Regions from separate parts of the Mus musculus genome. Here region 1 is linked to region 2. The links are chromatin contacts, called in public promoter capture Hi-C maps. All regions are on one chromosome and are shown on one strand. The core of a region is the stretch at or near the end of the contact, and the rest is flanking DNA. Distances in the headings are between cores, read along the strand shown. Region 1 holds the start of Cops9 (COP9 signalosome subunit 9). Region 2 holds the start of Ackr3 (atypical chemokine receptor 3).

Region 1 (6,394 bases), core at 1,435-3,934, 2.4 Mb after region 2:
GGAATGAGCGGAAGCTGAGCGCAGCTGTTACCCTGCAAAGGCAGCAGTGGCCATGAGTCCAGGTAGACAAACAGGTGTGACCCAGGGAAGAAAGGGACGCACATTATCAGGAGAGACCAAAGACAGAGCCCCGCCGGCCTGTGTCTGGGAGGCAGGCCATAATCAATGTCCATTTGCACGTGCTCTTCATACCACTGCTCAAATGCAACCCTGGGTAGTAAACTGGGGAGAAGCTTACTTCCTGCTCTCCCCTCAGACAGGGCTGACAGGCAGAGCTAACTGCCAGGAACAAGGTCCGGGCCACACTGTTCCATGATCCAAATTACCCACAGCACAAAGCTGTCCACGGCAGAGGAAAGTCCTGACTAAGCCTGGCACCCACTTACCATTAAAAAAGTCTGCATGAACGGCCTTCTCATTGGCTGCCAGGTCCATCAAAAGCCCGGTGCTACCTCCAGCCTGGAGAATGAGAGGCAGGGTCATCCAGTGTATTTGTTTCCCAAAAGTAAGTGGTGGCTTTGTTACGAAACCCATCCCACCTCCCTGGAACAGGACACTGAGGGACAAGAATGTTCAAGTTGGGAGGCAGAATTTTCCAAATAGAAAAAATAGTGTGAATGGGGAAGCCAAACAAATGATTTTCAAGCTCTCTCAAGGTCCTGTGTCCCTTGAGTTTTCCTTGGCATGGCCTTGTGTGGTACTCTCTTGCCGGAGTCTTCAACCTCCTAGACAATGCCAGAGGCCACAGAAGTACATCAGCAAGCTGGATGTCTGCTCTAGAGCCCCCCTTCTTTCTGAGACCACAGCCCTTGGGAAGCTGCTCATTCCTGAACTGAGGTCTGGGGTGCTGCTGCTCTGGGGAGGATCCTCCAGGGCAGCCGCCATACCCAATCTCTCAAAGGCTTTGTGCCAGTTAGTCACCCAGAACAGTGGTAGCAGGGACCTGTGGGTGTGTCTCACAGTACAGCTGGCTTTGGCCTCCTCCTTCCTGGGCCCCATCACTCGAAGGCTGCTGGTTCAAGTTTCCCTGGAGTGTCAGGTACATGAGCATGTCCTGTACTCTCTTTTGAATCTTCCTTCTGCCTCTGCCTCTGTCTCTGCCTCTGCACACACCCCCGCCACCGCAGGAAGCCATACAGACTGCCTCTGAAGTCCTGGCTGAGCCCTCCTGCCTTCACTGCCTCAATCACAACTTCCTTAAGGCTTCCTTCTTCTTGTTTCCATTTCTCTACTATCTCTGTATAAACCGAAGCCCCAAACCCTCCAAAGGCACAACCCCCACAGGAAGTCAGGCTTCCTCACTGAGATGCCCTCAGATCACCTGCTGCAGGACTGAGGGGCTAAGGCTGAGAGCAATTGCCTCATCAGGGGAATCACAGAGCCCACTTCATTCTGCAGACGTCCTTATGCGGACCTGCTTGTTCATGCCCCTCGGTGTTCAATTATGCCCTGGCTGGTTTTGTGTGTCAGCCTGACACAAGCTAGAGTGTCATCAGAGAGGAAGGAGCTCAGTTGAGGAAATGTCTCCACAAGATCCAGCTGTAAGACGTTTTCTCAATTAGGGAGAGCCCAGCCCATAGTAGGTGGTGCCATCCCTGGGCTAGTGGTCCTGGGTTCTATAATAAAACAGGCTGAGCAAGCCTCAGTGAACAAGCCCGCCAGCAAGCAGCACCCCTCCATGGTCTCTGCATCAGCTCCTGCCTCCAGGTTCCTGTCCTGCCTTCCTCCAGTGATGACCTGGAAATGTAGGTCAAATAAATCCTTTCCTCCCCAACTTGCTTTTTTGGTTATGGTGTTTGTCACAGCAATAGAAACCATAAGACAAACAACAAGGCATCCCCTTCCTTTAGTGGACAAGGGAGCATCGCTCTGCTCCGCTACTATGGCTCTCGTCATCTATATCCCAAGGTCAACAGGGCACATCCTTCAATATTTGGATCAGGGCAAGCTCCTCTCTTAAGCCTCAACTGAGCCGACTAAAACCCCACGGATACGTCTGTAGGGCACCCTCACCCCACCCTACCCTTGCTTAGGATATGCAACCGGCCTCTTCGGGCCACAACTGACATCTCTCAGGTCCGGGGATACGTTCCCGCATCGCCCTACTCGCTGAGCTTTGAGGAGGAACAGGAAGCAGACATACAAGAGCTGGCTGACACTCCTGATCATAACCACCCATATCAGGGAGAGATCTGTGACCATGGTGGAAATCAAAAGCACAGGATCGCTCGAAAACTCTGTATGTGTCTACACGAAATAACCGAGTCCCAGCACCAAGCACGCAGTTACCACACACCATCCCTTACCCTTCTCTCAGAGCTTGGGGTCTTGAGGCCTGTCAGTGCGTAAGCCTCGCTCGGGCCTTCCCTCTCTGGAAGATTTATCAGGAGCCACAATCAACTGACAGCGAGCAAACCCTACTTCCTCGCTGCAGTTCACGTTAACAGTCGCGGGCCCTGCGACTGTCCCCGGCAGCTCCCGCTTCCCCAGCCTCTGAATCCCCAAAGGCCTGGGCTCCCGCGCAGGTTTGCAGGCGTGCTCCCACCCCCACGCATCGCTCCGCGCCGCCACCACCCCACCTCATCCAGGTCCACATAGGGCCCCGCGCCCTCGGGGAACATCTCATCCACTGCGGGTTTCATCTCGACAAGGCGGCGTTGCGCTCACTTCCGGCCAGCCCCTTCTACTTCCGGCGTTCTTCCGAGCACGTCTAGACCTCGGAGGACCGCGCCTCGGTGGCACTCGCTGGCCTGGCTGCAGGGCAGCTCTCTGGGAGCTAAAGAGGGCAGCGGATTAGATGACGGTCTAAGGACCAGCAACACCGCACAGCACGAGTTGTCAGCGGAGAAAGGAGACTCTCCATTTCCCAGCAGAGCTGCAGTTCAAAACCATCCGAATGGCTACTGTTTAGGATTCGCAGGCAGTAATGGATTGGCTAGAAGATGGGGGTATTGGATCCCCGGGTGCTGTTGGGGGTAACAGAAATCCAAAAGTAGTCCACGCTCAGTGATCACTCACAGGGTCACCTCGGCCAAAAGGAGGAAGCAACCCAGTGCACGCAGACAAGATGGGCTTTATCTACACGGTGAGATAGTGTGGAATCCTAAAACTAAGAAGGGATTCCTAAGCTATGGGCATGGAGGACCCTTAAGGATGTTGTTAAGTGAAACGTAAACAAACGCTGTGTACCACTCATAAGTGATCCCTAGAGCAGTCAGACTCATAAATGCAGCAGTGTTGGAGATGGTGGTTGCTCAGTGGACACAGTTTTAGATCTGCAAATCAAAAGTTCTAGAGGTGTGCGGTGGGGTTGGGGGGGAAGGTGTCCATTAAATGACTGGACTGTCCCCTGAGAGGTGGCCAGGGGGATACATGTTAGGGTGCTATATTATACCATGGTTTTTAAAGAATGAATGAAAGAAAAAAGATGGGGAAGGGACAGAGAGGTGTGGATCATTGTCAGAGAGGGCCTGAGATGCTCTGACAGACTAGAATACTCTAGTGAGTCTCCTGGATGTCCCCCTAGGATCCTCTGAGCACCTCCTGATAAAATCCAGGTTTAACAAGTATCCCTGTAGCAAGAAGCCTGAAATCCAGCTGATACCTGCCTGCTCTCCATGTCTGATAGGGCTCTTCACCCTCCACTATCCCCAGACGATGTCCTCTGGTCCTGACTTCAGCAAAGCGTCTGTGTTACCCCTGAGTTATTTCCCATCTACCCCCACCCTGCCCCTTGACTGTCAGTCCCTCTTGCTACTGTGGTTGCGCTGAGTCTCTCCAGCAGTTCAAGGCTTTTGCTCCTGTGCCTCTCCTGATGGTTTTGGATGTTTTCCCTTCCTCTGCGTTCAAAGAGTTGGAGAACTGTTGGTTGGTTGGGTGGGTGGGTGGGTTGGGTAGGATTGGGTTTTTGGTTTGGTTGGGTTTTCCTTTAACAACTTTGAGGTGTCAGGGGCTTGGTTGGGGTGCAGGCTGCTAGAGTGAAAATGGGGATCACAGGTAAGGACAGATCTAGGGAAACCTACTCAGCCAGGATATAATGGGAACTGAGCCTAGACAATCACTCCTACCCCTTAAGCCTGAGTGTACTGTGCCGGGTGTGTAAGAAATAACTGGAGAACCCCAGATGCCAGGTCAATGCCATTCTGAGATACCCACATGAAGGTCAAACTAAGGACACAGAGGCAAGCAGGCAGCCAAGGGGAGCCTCCTGTTAGTTTCTCTTCCTGCTGGTGTGCGGGGCATTTGCCGGTGTGTTCTTGGCTTGCATGTCTTGTGTATGTCAGGGAGGCCTCTTCCTGCTGGTGTGCGGGGCATTTGCCGCTGTGTTCTTGGCTTGCATGTCTTGTGTATGTCAGGGAGGCTCATCACCTGTAACACAGGCTGCCCCAGTGTTATGCCACATGCCTTCATATCCTAACGTAACCAGAGGACTGCCCAGGGAGACTCCCCTTCCCCCAACAGCCTCAGCCTGGAGTCTTCTCCTCAGATATTATAAGTGTGGGCTATGGCTCTCCCTCACAGACAGGGCTCTGGCTACTTGATTCTTGCTACTCCCAGGAACATGCTGAGTACCGAGTGTGGGTGCCAGGCCCCAATGTGACTGCAGTTCACCCGGCAGTCGAGGGAAGGCTGTCTGGCTTGCCTAACTAGGCATGTGGACTTAACAAGTGAAGCTGTCCTGGTGTCTTTCTTTCAGCTTCCTTATCTGGGGCCACCATACCCCACCCCTAGGTCATTGTGAAGATAGAATGACAAAGTGACAGCTAAGACTGAAAGGCCTGATGGACAGTGATTGATGGATAGAAATGATGTATGTCTTAATTAAAGGCATGCCCCATGCTCATCAGAATGAAGCCCAGCTAATTCACAGTGCGGCAGTATACATCGGCTCCTTGAAAGAAACCCACAGGGGCAGTGTGCAGCTTCAGAGAGAGTTTATTGCTCATGTGCTCCACTCCCCCCACCCCCCGTGTCTCTGAACTACCTTCAGCCCCGGGCAGTGCAGCCAGGGAGGCAGAAGACTAGACACTGCTCAATCCTCCTGGTAGGGAACATGGAAGCCTAGGGTGCTCCCCAGAGGAAAGTGTGCAAAGAAGGTTCTGGCCATGTCCTCGATCTGTGGGTAGGCGCCCTGGGTCTGGAAATATTGCACGTAGTTCCAGAAGTCAGAGGTGGAGAAAGGCCAGTAGGGCATAGCTGGTGGCTGTGTGTGGGGATCTGAAAGACAAGACACAGGTAGTCTCGGTGCCTGTCTCATTATCCCCGCTAGAAGAGCATCTTCTATACAGCCAGACCAAGTGGATGGTGCTTCCAGTGTCTGACACCAGGAGGACACCTTCCCAGCCAGGAGTAGAGTCTGAGTCACTCTGAATGCACCTCTTACCCGTTAGAGTACCTGCTCCCATGGAAAGAGAAGAAAAGGGAGACAGGACAAAACAAAGTGGGGCTTTGTCCTTGTCTGGAGGATGATGAGCAGAGAAGATGATGATGTGGGGGAGGGGAGAGGGGGAGTTCAGGCGACATGCCCACGAGGCTTCAGAGAACACAGCACCCACGTTCTAGAGCACAGGCTAGACCACCTCTGTGGTCTTGGGACTCCTGAGAGTACCCAGAGTCTGAGATCAAACTGAGGGTGGGACTCAAAGAGCCCATTCATTTGTCTTCTGCCCGGGTGTTCTCACATGGCAGAAGACAAGGCCCAGCCTGATGGGGCCCTGGATCCTTCAGCATGCACAGCTTCCCCCTGGCAGCAGGACTTGCACTGCCATACTTTAGGAGACCTAGCATTCCCACTGCCAGAGCTGAGCAGCTTCTGCTCCCCCACCCACCTGCATGCGCCAGTACCTTTTGCCAGTGAGAGAAAGACATCGAAAAGCATTACCTGCTTCCTCTGGCATTGGCTTGGCTCCTGCAAAAGGAAAGGAGAGCCATCACCTAGGGCGAACCTCCATTAACCACTGCAGACCAGGACAAGGACACTTTGACGGAGAGGCATGGAAAAGCAAGAGAGCTATGGCTAGAGTGGCCCCTCACCTGCAGGAATCCCCAGCAGCATGCCAAGGGCCAGCCACCACAGCACACAGGCCTGCATCCTTACCAAGGGCAATTCAGTTCACTGAGGACCACCTGCAGCAGGAGGAAGGCAAGGATGATGACGATGCCCACTAGGATGAGCCCATCCTGCCACCCCGCCGTGGACCACCCTTAGGAATGCTAGACTTTTCATAAGTGCTTCTGTTTCTGTTTTTCTCAGCCATTATTCTGAGGTGAGAGCTTATCAATTTTGACTGTTTAAGAGATGTCTCTCCCGTTCCCACCCCCATCACAAACACCAGATCCACCCTGTCTGTTAAGAGAGCAGTCCAAACCCTCCCAGAGGGTACCTTGTTTGCTG
Region 2 (6,580 bases), core at 2,077-4,576:
TCTGTGCCTGGACTCACACACCTGTGCCTGGACTCACACACCTGTGCCTGGACTCACACACCTGGGTATCTTTCCCTTCCTGCATCTCAGTTTCTCTTGGGATCCTTCCTTAGTTGAGGAGTTGTTCCTCAGTTCTTAGCTTACTGCTTTTGGGTGCCAACGTAAGATACTACTGCTTCTTAGGCAGGAAGGGGCACTGTGAAGGCAGACAAAGGCAGTTTTGCATGGCCCCTCTGGTCACCCACAGCCACCCGCTTTCTGAGCCTCCATCTCCTCACTACGGAACTGAGAGGAGGATAGCTGTGAAGAGTACCTGGAAGAATTTGGCTGGGGCCCTCAGAAGAACACAAGGCAGCCAGCACTCACACCTAGCTATGTCTAAGGGTCATTTCTAAATATCACCCAGATGTTGATAAGCATCATTAGCATTAGATGACTCCTATATTTCTTAAAGAACTCCATGTCATGAGAGTTTGGACTCCTACGGAGGTGGGAGAAGAAGAGTCAGCCTGTCTGCATCTCTCTTAGTTACCCCTGACACGCACCTGTTCCTCAGATCCTGACTGGCACCCAGCAAGAATAGAAGGTCCCTTTAGTATAGATAGATGCCTGGCACTCAGAGACATCCAAGTGGGGAGGGTTGACTCAAGAATCAGTTCCGAGATGGAGCTGTCTGGACCATCCAGCTGGGATATCCTCTGTGGGTCAGGCACTGACCAAGTTTACCTCTAAGGAAGGGATCTGGTATTGCAGTAATTGGGGGCTGGGGGAGGGGGAGCACGTCCTGTCCAGCAGGAAGCAGTCCATTCCTGTTCTGCCTGGCCACTGGAAGATGACGCGTCTTCCTGGGTTGCAGCACAAGGACATTATAATGCTTTGTCCCCAGGCCAGCTGCTTGAAGATCTCCCGACATATTCATAGTAACTCAACATTTTCAACTATTCCACTTTTCTCTGCAGGCTGGGAGCAGGACCCAGCTTGCTACAGCCCTGTCCCTTCAAGGGTCAAAGTGTGTTGAGTGGGTGGGATTCAGGCAGGAGGTAATGGCATGCTAACACAAGAACGGATTCCAGAGGGAACTGTTGCTGAATGGGCTTCAGACCCTAGGTGTATATGGAAGGGGGTGGAGCTGACTGGGAGATACCCAGAGGCCTGTAGCACCCGAAGAGCTGAGCTCCAGGCAGCTGGGTCAGTGTACTGAATCTGTCATCTGTGTGGGTCACCAGGTGGGCTCTTGGCCAAAGGATGGAGGCATTAAATAGGACCTCATGCTGTGTCTCAGCCCAATAGGCTTAACCTTACCAAGTCAATCTTTTCTGGAGCTGGGGAACATCAATGCCTTCTTAGAAAACACTACATGCTCACCCTTGATTCATTCTCTCTCTCTCTCTCTCTCTCTCTCTCTCTCAGGGTGGGTGTGTACTTTTTTACTTTTTAAAAAATTACTTTGCATCTTCTTTCTTAGCAAGTAAGTGCATGGTCTCATCAATATGGCTCTGCTGTAGCAAGCGCATTTCCCCCTGGGAAGTCCAGTTCTCTGAGGTCCGCCTTGGTCCATGTGTCGCGGTGAGAAGCAGAGCCGGCCCCTGTTGTGGACATCCTGGGATGGCCGCACGAGGGCAGGTCTCTGCTTTGCTCCCAGGCAGTGCTGGGCTCTGGACAAAGGCAGTCAAGAACCTTCCCTGCAGAGGATTTGGCCCCGGGCCTGGGCGTGCTGCGATGCGCAGGCGCTTTGGCATCCCAAACTGGGGCGGATTGCTAATAGTGCCTCGTCTTCAGTGAATGAAAGCTAGAAGGCCTGGGGTAGTACGGCCCAGCTGGGTCCGGAGGCCCCAGACCCTTTTCTGACCCTGAGGCCTCAGAGGTCCCTGCCTGATGCTATAGGACACTCCCTGTTCTTACAGACCCTCCCTGTTGACTCAGACCTCCCTCCCCTTGGGGCCACAGACCAGTCTTTGTGGCTGTAGGACCGCCCACCTCTAGCTAGACCCAGATCCACCCTTGAGACCACAGACCACATCTCCGGGCCACAGACTCCGCCCACAGGCCTCAGGGCCTCTCCCTTGCATTGAGGTCACAGACTCCCCAGGAGGCCGTATGACCCCCCACCAGATCTCACACTACTCCTTGCAGACACACACCCCTCCCACAGCCCGGAAAGCAGGTGTGCTCCTCAGGAGCTCACTGAGCAGGATCTGCCCCGCCAGGAGTAAAGTGCAAGGCTGTTTAAACAAACCACTTCTTTTGTTAAGGTTTTTCCCTAGACCGAAGCTCTCTAGCCTACGTGAGACTCTGATCCCCAAGTTCTCGGGTTCCTGTGTTCAGCAGTCACTCTCCGGAGACTTAGAAAATAGACTCGGCAAGTGTTGGTGAAGGCAGATTTTGCGTACAGCCCGCGCCTCAACTGTGGGTGCTGTAACTGCCTTTCAGAGGCCCAGGGGGGCATGAGAGCAGAGTGACCACCAGCCCTTTGGAGGGTGGGGGGCACTTGGGGAGGCGTTACAGTGGCGCGGCTTTAAAAGTAAAGATTGGGTCATTTTGTGCTTGAGTTTTACTAAATGGGGAATTGCAAGAGACACATTTAAAAAACAAAACAGGGAATCTTAGCAATGTGCATCGCGATTAGAATGTAGATTTTGATAAAGATGAGGACTGCGATAAAAGTTGGCTAAGCTCACAATGACGACTCTACCTCACCTGCGACAAGGCCTTTTCAGTGACTGGCACTGCTCGACTCCGTGGAACACGGTCTTAATAGGGCCTTAAGGACTTTGTGTAAGAGTTCCAGCAGAATCTGGATCCAACCTAAAGGCACTTTCCCTCACTTCTGGGTGATGGCGGTACAGGGTCGATTAATCGTCCCCTTTCCAAAATGTGACTTCTGTCCAGGAGGCATCGACAAAGAAAGAGCAAGCTTGACAAACCAACATCGAAGTTCAGAAGTTCAGAGTAATTTGTCTTGGGAACAAAGTCTTCCCTGAAGCTACAGGCATTCAAAGGAACTCCCGGTGCTCATGGGATTATTAAAAGCTATACCTGAGACTGGATCAATATTCTATCATTTTGGAACGTCCTAGGACTTCTTTTGGTTTTTCTTCTGCTGACATTTCCCCCAATAGGATCTAGCCTTTGCAAAGGGAGGGATCTGAGGGCTCCCAAGAATGTGTTTGTGCAGGAAACAACAACCTAGAGAGGGTTACAGGAGGGCGTGTGCGCCTGTACAAGCCTGCATGCCTGCGCGCTGTGGTGGGAGAGGAGGGGCGGGAGGAGAGCCGAGGGTTGCAAAACTGCCACCTAGAGGCACTTTCCCGCAGTGTATATAAAAGGCAAGTCCGGAGCCCTGAGAGATCTCAGTTGCTACAAACTGCTCAGCACTGAAGGAGCCTGCAGCGCTCACCGTCAGGAAGGCAAACCACAGCCCAGGAAGCCCTGAGGTAAGTAAGAAAGCCTTGCTTCTGCGACAGCTTTGCCGAGCAACTACGGCAAGGGGCAGGACTCCTGTTCTTACGAGAACTGGGCTTTTTCTGAGAACTCTTGGATCCCTGAGCTGGGGGCTTTAGAGCCTGCAGGTCCGGATTGGAAAGCTCAAAGCACGCTGCATGCCTGCATTGCAAGCTACTGCTCCTGATTTGGGGGATCTGAGTTCAGTCATTTGTGGAGGGAAACCTCTGTGTATGTTTGTTTGCTACTGGACTCTGATTTGTTTCTGTGAGTACTTAAGTTCCAGGAAGCAGGGAAACTTTGCAGAGAATGTGGGATGCCCCATTGAGGTTGCCCAAAGCCAGCTTAGGGGTGAGCTTGGCATCACTGTTTGCCCACTCCTACTTCTGGTTATCAGATTGGCTGTAAAAACCACAAGCGCACTTCCAGAAAGGCATGTGATATGCCCAGAGGCATCCTTCAGCGGACCAGACAACTGGGCTGAGCATTCTGAGTCTAGGATGAGTTTAAACTCCGTGCTCTGGGGGGTGGGGATGGATTAATTCACAGCTCCTGAATTCTGGAAGTTGTAAATTGAATGTTAGCTCCTCTTCATCTTATCTCTTCATGGCACCCCTGCTAATCTAATTTTGAGTATTTATTGTTCTCCTAGAAAGTGTTGTCCAACTTCAATTGGGACAAAAAAAAAAAAAAGCAGACACTAAGAAATCTAGTATTTGAATTTAAATCTACTCTCCAAGTGAACTGTGAGTGTTGCTGACTTTTGTTAGGGTGCATAAAGGTTCACTGGGTGGCTGGGAGTGAGGGAGACTCTGAGGTCAGGGGATCCTGGTCAGCCAAGACTCCTGGCTGCTAGCTACTAGGAAAATGAGGCACTGTGAAAGGCAGACTGGCTGTCTCTTCCCCTTTCTCTCTCTGTCTCTCCATTCATTTGCTCACAAACAGATTAATTAATTGTTTCGATGTGAGGTAGGATCAAGCATCTTTTTAAAGGTGTCTTGGGTTAGTGGCATCCCTGAGACCCCAGTCTGTGCTGTGGCCAGTATGGAAACTTTGTTTTTCTTTGAAGGAGCAGATGCTGGCTTTGTGGTCTTTATTTAGTTCAGGAGAATGTGGAGCTCAATGGATAGGACCAGAAAGGAGGGATGGGGGTGGTTCTGTTTTTTTGTGCCTGGCTCGTTGCAGATTGTAAATGGATAAAGCCCCCAAGTCCCCGTCTTTCTCCCATCTGAATAGAAGCCTGCCCCAAATGAAATGAAAACCCTGTTTCGATCGGGAGCTGTGCACAGGCTCCAGCTTGGAAACATTTTGCTCTAATTTCCCCCAGTCTGAGCGGTGAACACTTTGTGCTGCTCTCTGCTGAGCTCAGCTGCTGCCTCCAGGAGGCAGCAGGGGCTGGAAGGATCTGTCTGGGAGCAGAGGTGTAAAAGCTGGGGAAGTCCGACTGCTTGCTAGCTGCCTGTTGGGTTCCTCCAGTTTGTTTTTAAAGGGGCATGCACAGTGCAATCACACACATATATTTTAAAGTTCCAGAAAGCTACACGGCTGCATGCTTGTGCTTAACTGAGTCAGGGCTTTGGAGGGGAGTTTATCCAGTATTATTAGCAAACCCTTAGGGAGCTAAGAAAGTATTATGATTTCTAATCAGACCCAGAGCTGGCCAAGGGTAGGCTTTCTAAATGGGATAAAAAAAATGGAAGAAGAAGAAGAAAGAAAGACCATGAAACACCCTGGTTAGTCAGAACAGTGGCTTTTTGTGTGAGGATTTGAGGCAGAGTGCTCTAATTTTCAAATCTACACAGGGAAGTTGGTTGCAGTTACTCAGAGCTGAGTCTGAAGGGCCACTCCTTTATAAACTTTTAGAGTCACGGAGGAGGGGGAAAGGGCCCCAACAACTTTAGAACTTTTACTTTTCTGAGATCTTGTAGCAAACAGAATGGAATTTGGGCCCCCAAAGGCATTTGTACTTTTCAGCTAAGCAACCAGGGATTCTTAAGGACAATCAGGTATTAAAATGTTTCTTGTCGCCTGTTAGGCTGGGTGCATGCCTGTGATTCCAGAACTCCAGAGGCTGAGGCAGGAAGATTGCTATGAGTTTGAGACCAGCTTGGGTTATGTTGCCTACACATTATGTCTCAGAATAAAATAAACAATAAACAAACATAAAGTCTGGTAATTGAAATCTATGTGCTTAGATAAAATTGATAGACAAGTAGTAATGACTGTTTTCAAACTCCCCAGGCACTGGGGCACCTCTCTGCTGTTACAATGGAAGCAAACAGCCTAAAGAAAGAAGCAAGTGGGACCAGGTGTCGGGCAAGGATATTTTCTGCAGGGATTAGCCTTCTGATGCCTTCCTTGTTAAAAATCCACTCACTTAGAATTGTTTGAAGAGAGATGGTTAGCCTACACTCCCTCAAACTTCACTTTAAAAAAAAAAATTGTTTCTTATAAACACATCCCAGAGACTGTAGAATTTTATGGTGACAATTTTGCAGAGAACAAGGAGGTTGGCTGTGGGCAGTGTTTTGTTCTCCCAGCCCACGGCTGGGAGATATGGAGACTGTCTCAGGTGGCCTTGAGCCACTCCAGGTGGAGCCCTGGGCAGCTTGGGAAAGCTGCGTTTGAAGGCTGTGTCTGCTAAATAGCTGGCGTCTTTTTCTGTCATCTCTGCCAGCCTGAAGGTTGGTATATAAGAAGAGCCTAAGCTTTCTTAGTGTGGCTTGGGAACCTGAACCTCCTATTGTCTTGCCCAGGTCCTAAACTGGTGGGAATGCAGACTCTGGCTCTATCCTGCCAGCTGGCAGCCTTTGTATGTACAGGAACATCTAGATCTCTCTGCTAGATGCAGCTCTGCTCCCTTGGGCTGAGCACAATGGCTCTGATCCGGTTTCTGGATGGGACATTCATTCTATCTGTGAGTGCTCCCATGGTAGTAGAAGGCTGTCTCATGTGTTGGTGGGAAATTCAGCCAAGAACCCTGGGGATAGGTGGCCTGTATCAGAATCAGGGTGTGGATTTTTCTCTCCGTATTTATTATTTCTTTGAGTTCCTGAATAATTCAAAGCAGTTCCTTACTTACATGAACTGAGGTCACTCAGGGCCACAATGAATGTGTGGTCAGGACAGCATTGTTTCT

The links. Promoter capture Hi-C pulls out the DNA fragments that hold promoters and counts their contacts.
Region 1: a contact with region 2 is called in a promoter capture Hi-C map of embryonic stem cells, with 4 times the contacts expected there. The contact joins the promoter of Cops9 here to the promoter of Ackr3 in region 2. A contact is called at or near these places in 2 of 39 promoter capture datasets (embryonic stem cells and liver).

The regions. Positions count from the first base shown.
Region 1 is chr1:92,639,301-92,645,694 of GRCm38.p6, forward strand. It overlaps Cops9 (COP9 signalosome subunit 9), which reads right to left and starts at 2,685. Exons shown (of 3, transcript NM_001163425.1): 1 at 2,580-2,685; 2 at 387-459. The coding sequence starts at 2,642. It overlaps Otos (otospiralin), which reads right to left. Exons shown (of 5, transcript NM_153114.2): 2 at 6,384-6,394; 3 at 6,034-6,126; 4 at 5,882-5,908; 5 at 4,918-5,217. The coding sequence starts at 6,091. The coding sequence ends at 5,033.
Region 2 is chr1:90,200,654-90,207,233 of GRCm38.p6, forward strand. Ackr3 (atypical chemokine receptor 3) reads left to right here and starts at 3,327. Exons shown (of 2, transcript NM_007722.4): 1 at 3,327-3,434.